Regions from separate parts of the Ovis aries genome. Here region 1 is linked to region 2. The links are chromatin contacts, called in public Hi-C maps. All regions are on one chromosome and are shown on one strand. The core of a region is the stretch at or near the end of the contact, and the rest is flanking DNA. Distances in the headings are between cores, read along the strand shown.

Region 1 (5,743 bases), core at 402-2,901, 300 kb after region 2:
GAGAAGATGGAAGAGGGATGCTCCCTTCCTTCATTTTGTTCATCACGCAAATATTTATTGTTGAGCTAGTATTCAGTGAGAATTCTGTTCTAAGTACTGGGAATGAATTCATACTAGGTGTGAATAAAAGGGAGTCCCTACCTTCACGGTGCTTGTATTCTTCGTGGTTGCCTAATGGTCCCATAGCTCCATGCTCCGTGCTTACGTTTTTTAAGCATAGTCTGTTTACAGGCAGAATGTGATTTGAGGGCATGGAAAGTACCTACTGTTCAAGATCGTGTCTGCTCCAACTGGTCTTTCCTGAACTTTCCAAACCAAAACCCCTTCAACAAAGATCTGTTTTCCGAGAGAAGTAATAACGAAGTCAGATACTTTGGCCCCACAGTTCTTGTCTGGAGAAAATGAACAATCTGATAAGACCTGGAGGGATGGGGATAACTCTGGCACCAGCCAACTGTGGCCTGAGGGAGTTTATTTTTCAGAGCCAGGGTTTCCTCATCTTTGGAAACAGCGATATTAATTCCTCTGTCAGAGCCTTTCTGGCTCTAATATTCTCTTTTGCATGGCAGGCATCATCCTGGAAAGCACTGAGTGTGGTGCGTCCCTGGGAGCACTGGGTATTTGTTTGGCAGTACTTGGGGCAGGACCAGATAGACTCTGAAAAAAAAGGAGATTGTGGAGAAGGAGCATGATTTGAAAGTCAAATTTAGGCTATTTAAAAAATGTTTCTAGGGCATATATTCCTGGGACCATTTTCTGACTAGAAGTTGCCTAGAAGGGAGGGTGGTAGTATAGATATGTTTGTTGCAGATTTTTTTTGGAAGCTTAATTACTGGCACTTTTGAGGATACTAATGAATTTTTTCAAAGATTCTCTACAAAACTCATGGTCATAGATCTGACCTCTGAGCTGCAGCTGCTGCTGTAAAGAGCTTTAGGATTTTCTTGTAGTGTGGAGTACTTTCTCTTTAACTCTGCTGTTCAGGATAGAAATGGAGTACCACAGGCTGGTAGTCTTTGAATCCTAGAGAGCAAGTGACCTACTTACTTACTATTGTGTCTGAAATATTCAATTAGAGCATATTTTAGGAAATACTTTTTTTAGCTTGGAACATGATTTTTCTTTTGTGAAAACACACTCCAGTAGAGACACAAGATTCGTTTTCTTGGCTGTTCTGACCCACCGTGTCAGAAGTAACTTCGGATACTGTATGACTTCTCTCCTTGGAAAGAGGCAATGTAAAATCCATCAGCTTCTTTAGTAAAGACAGTTCATAACTGTACTTTTATAGGCACATGTGATAAAAATTAATTAAACAGATTAACAAAAGCTTTCGGTTTAGAATTTTAAAAATACATGAATTATTTGCTAGACTTTTCTAACATCTTGAAGCTGTTGATCCTGGTCCTTGCAGTTTATGGGTCAAGCTTTCTTTGCCTTGTGGCCTTTCCCTTTGCAGAGAGTTTCAGCCTTTCTGTGAAGTACTGTGTAAACAGGTTTCTGGATGAAGTGTGGGTGGGACTTTTTTCTTTGTGAAATTTCTTCTTTTAAGACTTAAAGAAATCATACCCGGGACCAACCAAGAGGCACAAGCCCCGGGTGGCTTTGGAGTTTTCTATGTGTGTGTTCTGCCATCTGCTGGAAAAGGATGACCAAGCTGCAGTGTGGAAGAGGGTGCGCACTCCTGCCCCCTCCATCCCTCTCCCAGGGCTGCGCAGAGGGCACAGCAGAGCTTGTAAGTCGCCAGGACGCACTTGTTTTTCTGTTGGATCCCCTTAACTCATACGTGGGGTTATCTCTCAGGGATTTCCCTACCAGTCTGCCGAGGTGAGGGCCAAGCCACTTTCGGAGCCTGCATCACGGGATCCTCTGGCCTCATTCTTTGGGTACACAGTACGTTCTGGGATTGCCGTGAAGTACTTTTCACTGGTTTAAATTGGAACAAAACAGAACATTCAGTCTGAGTAGGGGGCAGGGTGTGATGTTAGTAGGCTGATATGTTTAGGAAAGGTCAACCCTTTTTCTCTGAGATCATAGTCTCCCTCCTTTCTGGTATTCAAATGCCCTTTTACAAAATGACAGTAATAGATGAGAGTTATCATCTCAAGCATTTATTTGCAGGGTGAAAGTAAAAGTTAGCAACTGTGAGTCAGTTTTTAAAAACATTTTCTTATGTCTGTGAGATCCCAAAGTCTGGGTTTGCTACTCCCTGTGGTCACCTTACTAGAGTAGAAAAGTAAGGTCAACAATCCTCAGCAGTAACTTCCATATTTTCCCTGGCAAATCCTCCATGGATTTTTCTGTGCTGTGACCCACATAGAGACACAAAAATAATAGCATGGTAGAATGAGGATAATGTCTCCGCACTAACTGGGTCGCTGCTTTATAGATGGATTTTGGTCTATAGTAAATGCTTGGCCTTGTTTCACACCCCTTTGGATCATTTTCTTCCTCTGGAGTTCTCCATGGGATGTGACCTTCCTGGCTGGATGTGTCTGTGAGACTCCCCTGGGGAAAGACTTCGATTTTTGGCCGCCAAATCCTCAAGGCAACGGGGACAGGATGTGAAAGCCCAACCTTCCTGTTTCTTCTTAAGATTTCTCAGAGGCTTATAATCCTTTCAGAAGATTTTTAAATGGAAATATGACATTTTGATATCTATTAGTTAGACGATTCTAGTAACTGAAGTAATGAAACTGACCTTCTTCTTTATTAAGGTTTATACTTATGGAAACATATGATTTTCCCCCAGTATGTTTTAAAGCATTAATTCAAATAAAATTATAAAGATTAAAGAAAAAAATATAAGTGAAGCTGCTCTAATTAAGGCAGGTTTGGTATTTGGCTCTGTGGACCCTGAATTGAAAATTGCTAGTGTGTAAAAATTGAATAGAAATTTATTTTTGAGGATTATTTAGCTAAGAGGGCAGATAGTTGAGATCTGAGTAGGTGGAGCCTGGGAAAGTAAGTTTGTACAGAAGCCAGAACACGTGGTGTCTTCATTGGAAATAGATGTTCCCAGAGAATAAACTTTTTTGTATATTTATCTGTTGATAACAACTGCTTCTGAATGAGCAAGGACTTTCAAAATTGCAGGGTATGAGTTTCCTATGGACACACACAGAGGCTTGTGACCTAGAGGCCATGTGAAGAAGGTGGAACAATCCTCCCCAGTTACGTTTTCATGGGCCAGATTGTTAGAAACATGTCCAAGAAGTGATTTCATAAAACTTTGGAAAATTGGCTGAAAACCCTGGCAGATCTGTATCATCTGGTAAATATTTAGGACCTAGTGTATATTATTTTCAAGGAAAGGAAATAAACTGTAGGAAAAAATTTCTTCAGCAAAAACAAAACACTACAGGACTGTTAGCTTTTAAATTAGAATTCTTTTTTTCCAAGGGTGGGGGTAGGGGAGAGGGAAAGAGGTCTTATTTCTGAAAGAATTCAGTTCAGTCTCTCAGTTGTGTCTGACTCTTTGTGACCCTGCTGCGACCCATGAATTGCAGCACACCAGGCCTCCCCGTCCATCACCAACTCCTGGAGTTTGCTCAAACTCACGTCCATCGAGTTGGTGATGTCATCCAACCATCTCATCCTCTGTCATCCCCTTCTCCTCCTGCCCCTATTCCCTCCCAGCATCAGAGTCTTTTCCAATGAGTCGACTCTTCACATCAGGTGGCCAAAGTATTGGAGTTTCAGCTTTAGCATCAGTCCTTCCAATGAACACCCAGGACTGATTTCCTTTAGAATGGACTGGTTGGATCCCCTTGCAGCCCAAGGGACTCTCAAGAGTCTTCTCCAACACCACAGTTCAAAAGCATCAATTCTTCGGCGCTCAGCCTTCTTCACAGTCCAATTCTCACATCCATACATGACCACTGGAAAAACCATAGCCTTGACTAGACGGACCTTTGTTGGCAAAGTAATGTCTCTGCTTTTTAATATGTTATCTAGGTTGGTCATAACTTTTCTTCCAAGGAGTAAGCGTCTTTTAATTTCATGGCTGTAGTCACCATCTGCAGTGATTTTGGAGCCCCCAAAATAGGTCAATTTAAGTTCTCTTTTCATTGAAAGTGACTGGATCAAAGTTTACTATGATTCGCTTGTTAACTTAGCAACATCTGGACAAATGATATCTTCATTTTTTATCACCTGGTAGTTTTGGGGTTTTATTTGTATTTAAAATTTTTTTCTTGCTTGAAAGAGCTTATGAGAATTCAACATTACCTGATCTCAAAATCTCAGTATATATCTCAGAGGCAGTTGAAAATGTGAATTTGCCTGTCTAGTAGCAGAATTAGAAAGCAGAAAGGTAGAGTTCAGGAAGAATACTCCCAAAAGAGAACAATCAAATGTCAAGGCCATGTTTGTTTCCTCAGGATATCGCCTTCTGTTAATGATACCATCTTATATTTCTTTCCCAGTGGGGTTCACATCTGTCATGTCATTTCTCTTTCACGTGTCTGTTAAGGCAAATGGCTGTAACAATCATGCCACTATTATACAAACTAGGAAACAGAGTCTTAGAGGAGGAGTTACTTTCCTGTCTCCCTTTCCCTCAATTCCTCATTCTTTTGGTAATGAGGATAACACAGATGTCAATCACTTATATATGCCAAGCACTTTTCATGTATTACCTCATTATTTCCTATGTTGTAGGTATATTTTTATTTTTATTTTCCAGATGAAGAAATAGTGGCTTATAAGAGATTGAAAAAACAAACAAACAAACAACTTCCAGAATTTATATAGCTAGCAAGTGGCAGAATGGGAAAATGACACAGAAACCATTATACCATACTGCCTTTCCAGTCATGTGCTACAGGGAAAGCAGCTTTCACAGGCCAGTTGAACCCAGCTCTCTATTCCTGGGCTCCTAGCCTGGTTACCCTCTTTCATGTCCAGCATCCAGAAAATCAGGGAGTTGATTTAGACCTCCCAGGAAAGGGGTCTGGAGAGGCCACACTGTCTAGCTCTCTAGCTGAGAGGTAGCTGTCGCAGGTAAGCCTTCTCTAAGATGTCTTAAAATAGCATGACAAAGATATAGTAAATGAGTATACACTCTACGTAATGGCGCATGAGACATCAGCTCAATAATTGCCCAAGGCCTAAGCAGGCAAGCAGAAGGCCTCAAACTGAACGTGCCTACCCAGTGTGTAGGCAGGCGTCGTCTCATAGGTTTTATTCACATCCTGGCCTCTTCTCTTTTCTGTTGACTTAGGCAGAATCTCAACTTTTCCTTACGAAAGATCAAAACTAAGACTTCTTGGCTGCCCGAATCAGATCATCACTAAGATTTGGCCATCTCTCAGAAAAGACAAGCTGGATTGGCCTGCACTTTCTTTCCTTGGCATTTCAAGATCTTCACACTCCATTGAAGGACCTTAAAACCAGCAACTGTCTCCTTCAGACCATAAGAATGTCTTTGACTCAAAAACTGAATGTACTTGATGCCAAGTAAATAGCAACTCAGAGACTATCTAGACTCCCCAGCTTTTAATCTATTATCTTTAGAAATCTAGCCCTTCTCTTTCAGACCCAGGCCTATACAAATGAAATTCTATTTGGGTATAAAGTTTATTCTAAAACAATTTTTGGGACTACTGCTGTTTTTGAATCCTAATTGCCATCTTTGTTATGTTTGTGATGATGACATTTCTAAAAGGAATAATTATTTGTAGAGTATGTGTGTACATACTCTGGACCCTGCTTGTGCTGAATTCACTTTAAAGGAAGGTAC
Region 2 (5,249 bases), core at 621-3,120:
TCCAGTTTCACCTCCAAAGTGTTAACTACGCTGTGGTCTTGGTAGGAGTTGGATCTGCGCTGCCTGGGGTCCAGGGTCCCAGTTATTGCCACACCTACCTGCTTGGTACTTTCAGAGCTGAGGGAGCATTGAGGTGGTGGAGCACATGAATGATTAGCCAGTGGTGGCAGAAGTAGCTGTCAAGGGGTAAGATAGCCAAATCCTACGGCCCTGATGGAGTAGTCAACCAGGAAGTGTTCCCACTGCCTCTTCTGTGTGGGACCCCTGGCCACACTGGGATGCCTGGACCAGTTACTTCCAGGAATAACATCCTGATCCCCACAGTTGGTGACACGGAATAGCTGAGTTCTAGATTCCCAGTAGGGAAATTGCTTACCCTCTTGCATGATGGGGATCACGTATGACTTTAGGGGATATTTGTGTAGACCGTTCAGCACCGCAGTGGTCTGCCCTGGCCAGAAGAACCACTTTTCTTCCAGTCAACATCCTAAACAGCCATTTCTGTTCCTTGTGGTTCTATTTTCAGAATCACAAGGTAGAGCATAGGAGGTTGTTTATAGCTTAGTAACTAACACACTGGCCATTCCCAGAGTAAAGCCCAGTGCATGACAAGAAAGAAGGCAGACATCCTAGAAGCTAAAGATTTCCTAAAACTTTAGCAGGTCATCAGTCACCTTTCAGTCTTATTTTCATAGTTACCAGTGAGTCCTATTTGCTGTCTTTGTGACTTAATTCACATTTTACCTTAATGTCTTAGGATTTTGCTTTTAATCTGACACCTTCTAGCCCACATCTGTTATCCTGCACACCATGGAACTTGAGGGAAAATGTGTGAGTCAGAAGGTGGGCAGTGCTGTCTTGGGCCTGCAGCCTCATGCCCATCTTCTCAGGCATCTTAGATCATTTGAAGCAATTTTGCCATTGTTAGAAAAAATCATGCTTCCTTTGGTCCCTTCACTAATGTCCCTGTAAGCACTTTGTTTAGGGCCTTTTCAGCTTCCCTAGTGCCTCAGACAGTAAAGAATCTGCCTGAAATGCAGGAGACCTGTGTTCGATCCCTGGGTTGGGAATCTCCCCCTAGAGAAGGGAATGGCCACCTACTCCAGAATCCTTGCCTGGAAAATTCCATGGACAGAGGGGCCTGGCGGGCTACAGTCTGCGGGATCGCAAAGAGTTGGACACGACTAAGCAACTAACACTTTCACTTCACTTTCCTACTCATTTATAGAATTGGAATCAGAACTCCTGATCACATGGATTATGAGCATTGATTCTGTATTGCTGGTATTTTTCTCCAATGGATTTCTGTGTGTCAGTCCTGCCTCACCCACTAGATGACAGCCTTCTCGAGGGCAGATCTGTGTCAGGTGCCTCTGGATTGGAGCCAACTGACTTAAGTGCAAATCCCAGCTCTGACACTTATTAAGTAATTGAAGCAAGTGACTTAATCTCTCCCAGCCTTAGCTGCCTCATCTTCAACATAGAGGAGAGTATCTGTTCTTATGGGCTTGTGATGGTGAAACAAAATGATATAATCACACAGACTCTGGTACTTGATAGATGCTTAATAACTTTTAATAACTTATTTCATTTCTCCACCCTTTATTTAATAACCTCTTCACATATCTCATTATGCTGGAATGCAATAACCTCAGTGACCTAACTTACCAAAAAAGAGAGGTTGTGGAATCCTTTCAAGGAGAGAATCTGAAATATCTTTATACAATTTCCCTCCTTGCCAGGCATCTAGAACATTGCGTATCCCAGTAACAATTAAAAATATATATAATGGCTGGAAGTTATTTCTAGAGAGGAAGGTCATCTTCAGTGTGTGTGGATGTGAGCGGCCGGATACAATGTCAAGAACAATAGCTATTCATTGTGTCAGTTTCAAAGCTGGCACTGGCAAGCTAGTAGTCTAGTGTTATTCCCACACAAATAAATCTTGAGCAAAATTTCCATGACCCAATGGATTGGTATAAACAGCTCGTTGCAAGAGCTTTTTACCTGCATCCCCAAGTCACTCATTTAAACACTCAGTGCTTTTCAGGGAGTCTTATAAGGGCAACTTATGAATCAGTGGTTGTTTTTGTTTTTGTTTTTTTAAACAAATGTTCATCAACCCCTACCCTCAAGATTGTTTTGTTGCCAAGTACACATGGCAAACAATTCGGTTCCTTCCACCAGTGCTGTTGATGGGAGATTCAGTCATCAGATAACCCGGCTGAAGGAAAAGTCCTTTAAAGACTCCGGAGCAATAACAGGCTGGTGGAGCCCCGCGGGCGGCCAGAGGTCCTGACTCCTAGGCCAAAGAATAATGATAAGCTTTTTATTTTTAAGTATTGGTTAGTGTTTAATAGCACTTATTATTTGCAGTGACCTTTACAGCTATCGTTATTAGTTATTCCATCTAGCAGCTCTGCACTAAATGACAAAACTATTTTTACTCAAATCCACCAACCCCCTCTCCTTCCACTCCAGTCACAAGGCCCATGCAGTTCTCAGCACATTGTACAGACTTTCATTTAGGTATCAGCTGTTTCCTCAGGCGCAGCGATCTCAGTGGTAAAGAACATTTTAAAGTCAAAACAACATAAAATGTGGTGCATCTTAATGTACTCATGTAAGTTGGATCATGTCAGTTCTCTGCTTTCAGTCCCACCTCAGTTCCTCATCTCACCTAGAATTAAAGCCAAAGTCTTGACAATGGCCTGGAAGACCCGTCACCCTGCCTAACTCTTTGGGCCTCCCCTCTTCCTCTTTGCTGGCGCCCTAACCCTGCCCAGTCCCAAGGGGCCCCTTTGCTGTTCCTCCAACCAGGCAGGCTCTTTGCGTTGGTAATATCCTCTGCTTCTAACGTTTCTCCTTCAGAGATCTACATGACTGACTCTCTTACCTCCTTCAAGTTGTTGTTTAGATGTCAAAGAGGTCTCCCCTGCCAGCCTAATTTAAAACTACAACTGTGATCAAGGACTTAAAGCCTTCTAATATACTATATAATTTGCTCAGCTATAATGTTTACTGTTTATTTTCCCTCCCCCCACAAGACTGTAAAATCCACAAAGCAGGGACCTTTGACTGTTTAGTTCATTGCTATGTACCAAGCACCTAGAACCATACCAAGTTGTATAATAAATATTTGTCGAGTGAACAAATACCATGCCCCTGAGGGTTGTTGTAATGCAATTTGACCTACAGACTTAGAATGCATCTCAACATGTGGTTTATCTTTCTGTTCCTTAGCAGTAGTTCTTATGCTTATTTTCCACTCATAACAAACAATTCATTTTGATAGCAGTTCTGTAGGGATAAATGAAACACGCAGATCTTAAGGTTGCAAGGCAGTGTAAAATCTCAGTGTTGTAGCCTAAGAGGACTTTATGGGTATTCTAGCCCAAACATGTGTCTGATCTAATGCCATCAGCTCTGGTGCCACTGTGTATGCACTCTCCTTCCATCTTTATAAAGATACAGTAGTTAAAAGTGGTTAAAAGGATAATCTCTGTGATTGGGTCTCTCTGTCATCTAATTCCTATTCCATCATTGTCTTCCGTATGACTGTGACACACCCACCCTCTGTTTCCTCCTCTGTAAATGGTGATAAAAAGTAATGTCCATCTCATGGGGATTTGTGAGGATTAATGAGGTAAGGCATGTAAAGATTTTGGCGTATAATAAGCACTAAATAAATATTAGCTATTATTATTATTAGAAAGTCCTTAACATTGAGCTTAATCAAGTCTTGTTAAACAGATACAACTGAGTTAACCTATTTTAGGCTTGGGTAAAATAGGGTGGGGGTTACAAATTTTCTTCCGTCAGTTGCCAGGAACATCCTCCTGCTCAGACTAGTAGAGAGTCCAAAACCGCTCTCTTGAACCCTGAATTTTCTCCCTCTTCTAAACATACGAGAGCACTAAGAACGCCCCACCAGGGTTAGTCCCAGTTCCAAATGCAGGCAGAAGAGCACCTAAGGGAGGCTGCAAGGCCTCCCGGTGCTGCTGCCTTTCACCAGGTGGTGACATTGGACTCTGGCTCTGCAAGGTCCAGCACCACTTGCCACGGGTGCTCGGATTCTCTTCCCGCCCTTGGGCTTCTGCATGGTATAAATCCTTGGGCACCAAGATGGCAGCTCTCTGAGTTCATAATCTCAGTTGTTGTTTTCAAGTCATTCCCACATCAGAAAGCTTTCTAGTCTCAGCCACGGGCTGTGTAGGAATCAACCTTCTCTACCCCTGCAGGGGCTACCCTACATCCCTGCTGGAAACGCAAGACCATCAGACTAGATTGCCCCTTTTCTCATAGTGAGTTTTTCCTTTGGGGTCTTTGGTTCCTTTCCTCTTGGGGCGTTTCTCATGGGATCTGTCCTAACCCATCAGGGAGATTCTAATACATCCTTCCCAGGAGGCTCCTTGAACTTCATGCCGTTGTCCCACCTCTCACCAGAAATCAGCTCTGCACTGCATCGCCCTCTAGGTCAGTGGGCACAGCATCTCACAGCATCAGGGAGTGACCACTTACTGCCGCTGCTGCTGCTGCTAAGTCACTTCAGTCATGTCCAACTCTGTGCGACCCCATAGATGGCAGCCCACCAGGCTCCCCCGTCCCTGGGATTCTCCAGGCAAGAATATGAGTGGGTTGCCATTTCCTTCTCCAGTGCATGAAAATGAAAAATGAAAATGAAGCCGCTCAGTCATGTCCGACTCTCAGCGACTCCATGGACTGCAGCGTACCAGTCTCCTCCTTCCATGGGATTTTCCAGGCAAGAGTACTGGAGTGGGTTGCCATTGCCTTCTCTGGACCACAAAATGACTCTTCCCTGAACTGGGAAAATCTGTGTCTACTTTGGCAGAAAAGTAACTGATGTTACCTAGCCAACAAATTTCAAGTTGCACCCTACCAAACCTAGACAGCATGTTAAAAAGCAGAGACATTACTTTGCCAAAAAGATCTATCTAGTCAAAGCTATGGTTTTTCCAGTAGTCATGTATGGATGTGAGAGTTGGACCATAAAGAAAGCTGAGTGCCAAAGAATTAATGCTTTTGAACTGTGGTGTTGGAAAAGACTCTTGAGAGTCCCTTGGATTGCAAGGAGATCCAGCCAGTCAGTCCTAAAGGAAATCAACCCTGAATATCCATTGGAAGGACTGATGCTGAAGTTGAAACTCCAATACTTTGGCCACCTGATGCGAAGAACTGACTCATTGGAAAAGACCCTGATGCTGGGAAAGATTGAAGGCAGGAGGAGA

The links. A called contact is a pair of places that touch in the nucleus more often than the background predicts.
Region 1: a Hi-C map of hypothalamus shows a contact between it and region 2, with 3 times the contacts expected there. The contact joins two enhancer-like sites. A contact is called at or near these places in 3 of 16 Hi-C or Micro-C datasets (hypothalamus and tail adipose tissue).

What each region holds. Positions count from the first base shown.
Region 1 is chr18:40,416,195-40,421,937 of ARS-UI_Ramb_v3.0, forward strand. No RefSeq gene overlaps it. Among named protein-coding and RNA genes, the nearest start is that of AKAP6, 57 kb to the right of the region's middle. Within about 2 kb of position 1,652, at least 16 of the 54 cell types and tissues checked have an H3K27ac peak or open chromatin away from gene starts, as enhancers often do. A contact at or near this core is called in hypothalamus, where this site is marked.
Region 2 is chr18:40,114,696-40,119,944 of ARS-UI_Ramb_v3.0, forward strand. No RefSeq gene overlaps it. Among named protein-coding and RNA genes, the nearest start is that of ARHGAP5, 150 kb to the right of the region's middle. Within about 2 kb of position 1,871, at least 11 of the 54 cell types and tissues checked have an H3K27ac peak or open chromatin away from gene starts, as enhancers often do. A contact at or near this core is called in hypothalamus, where this site is marked.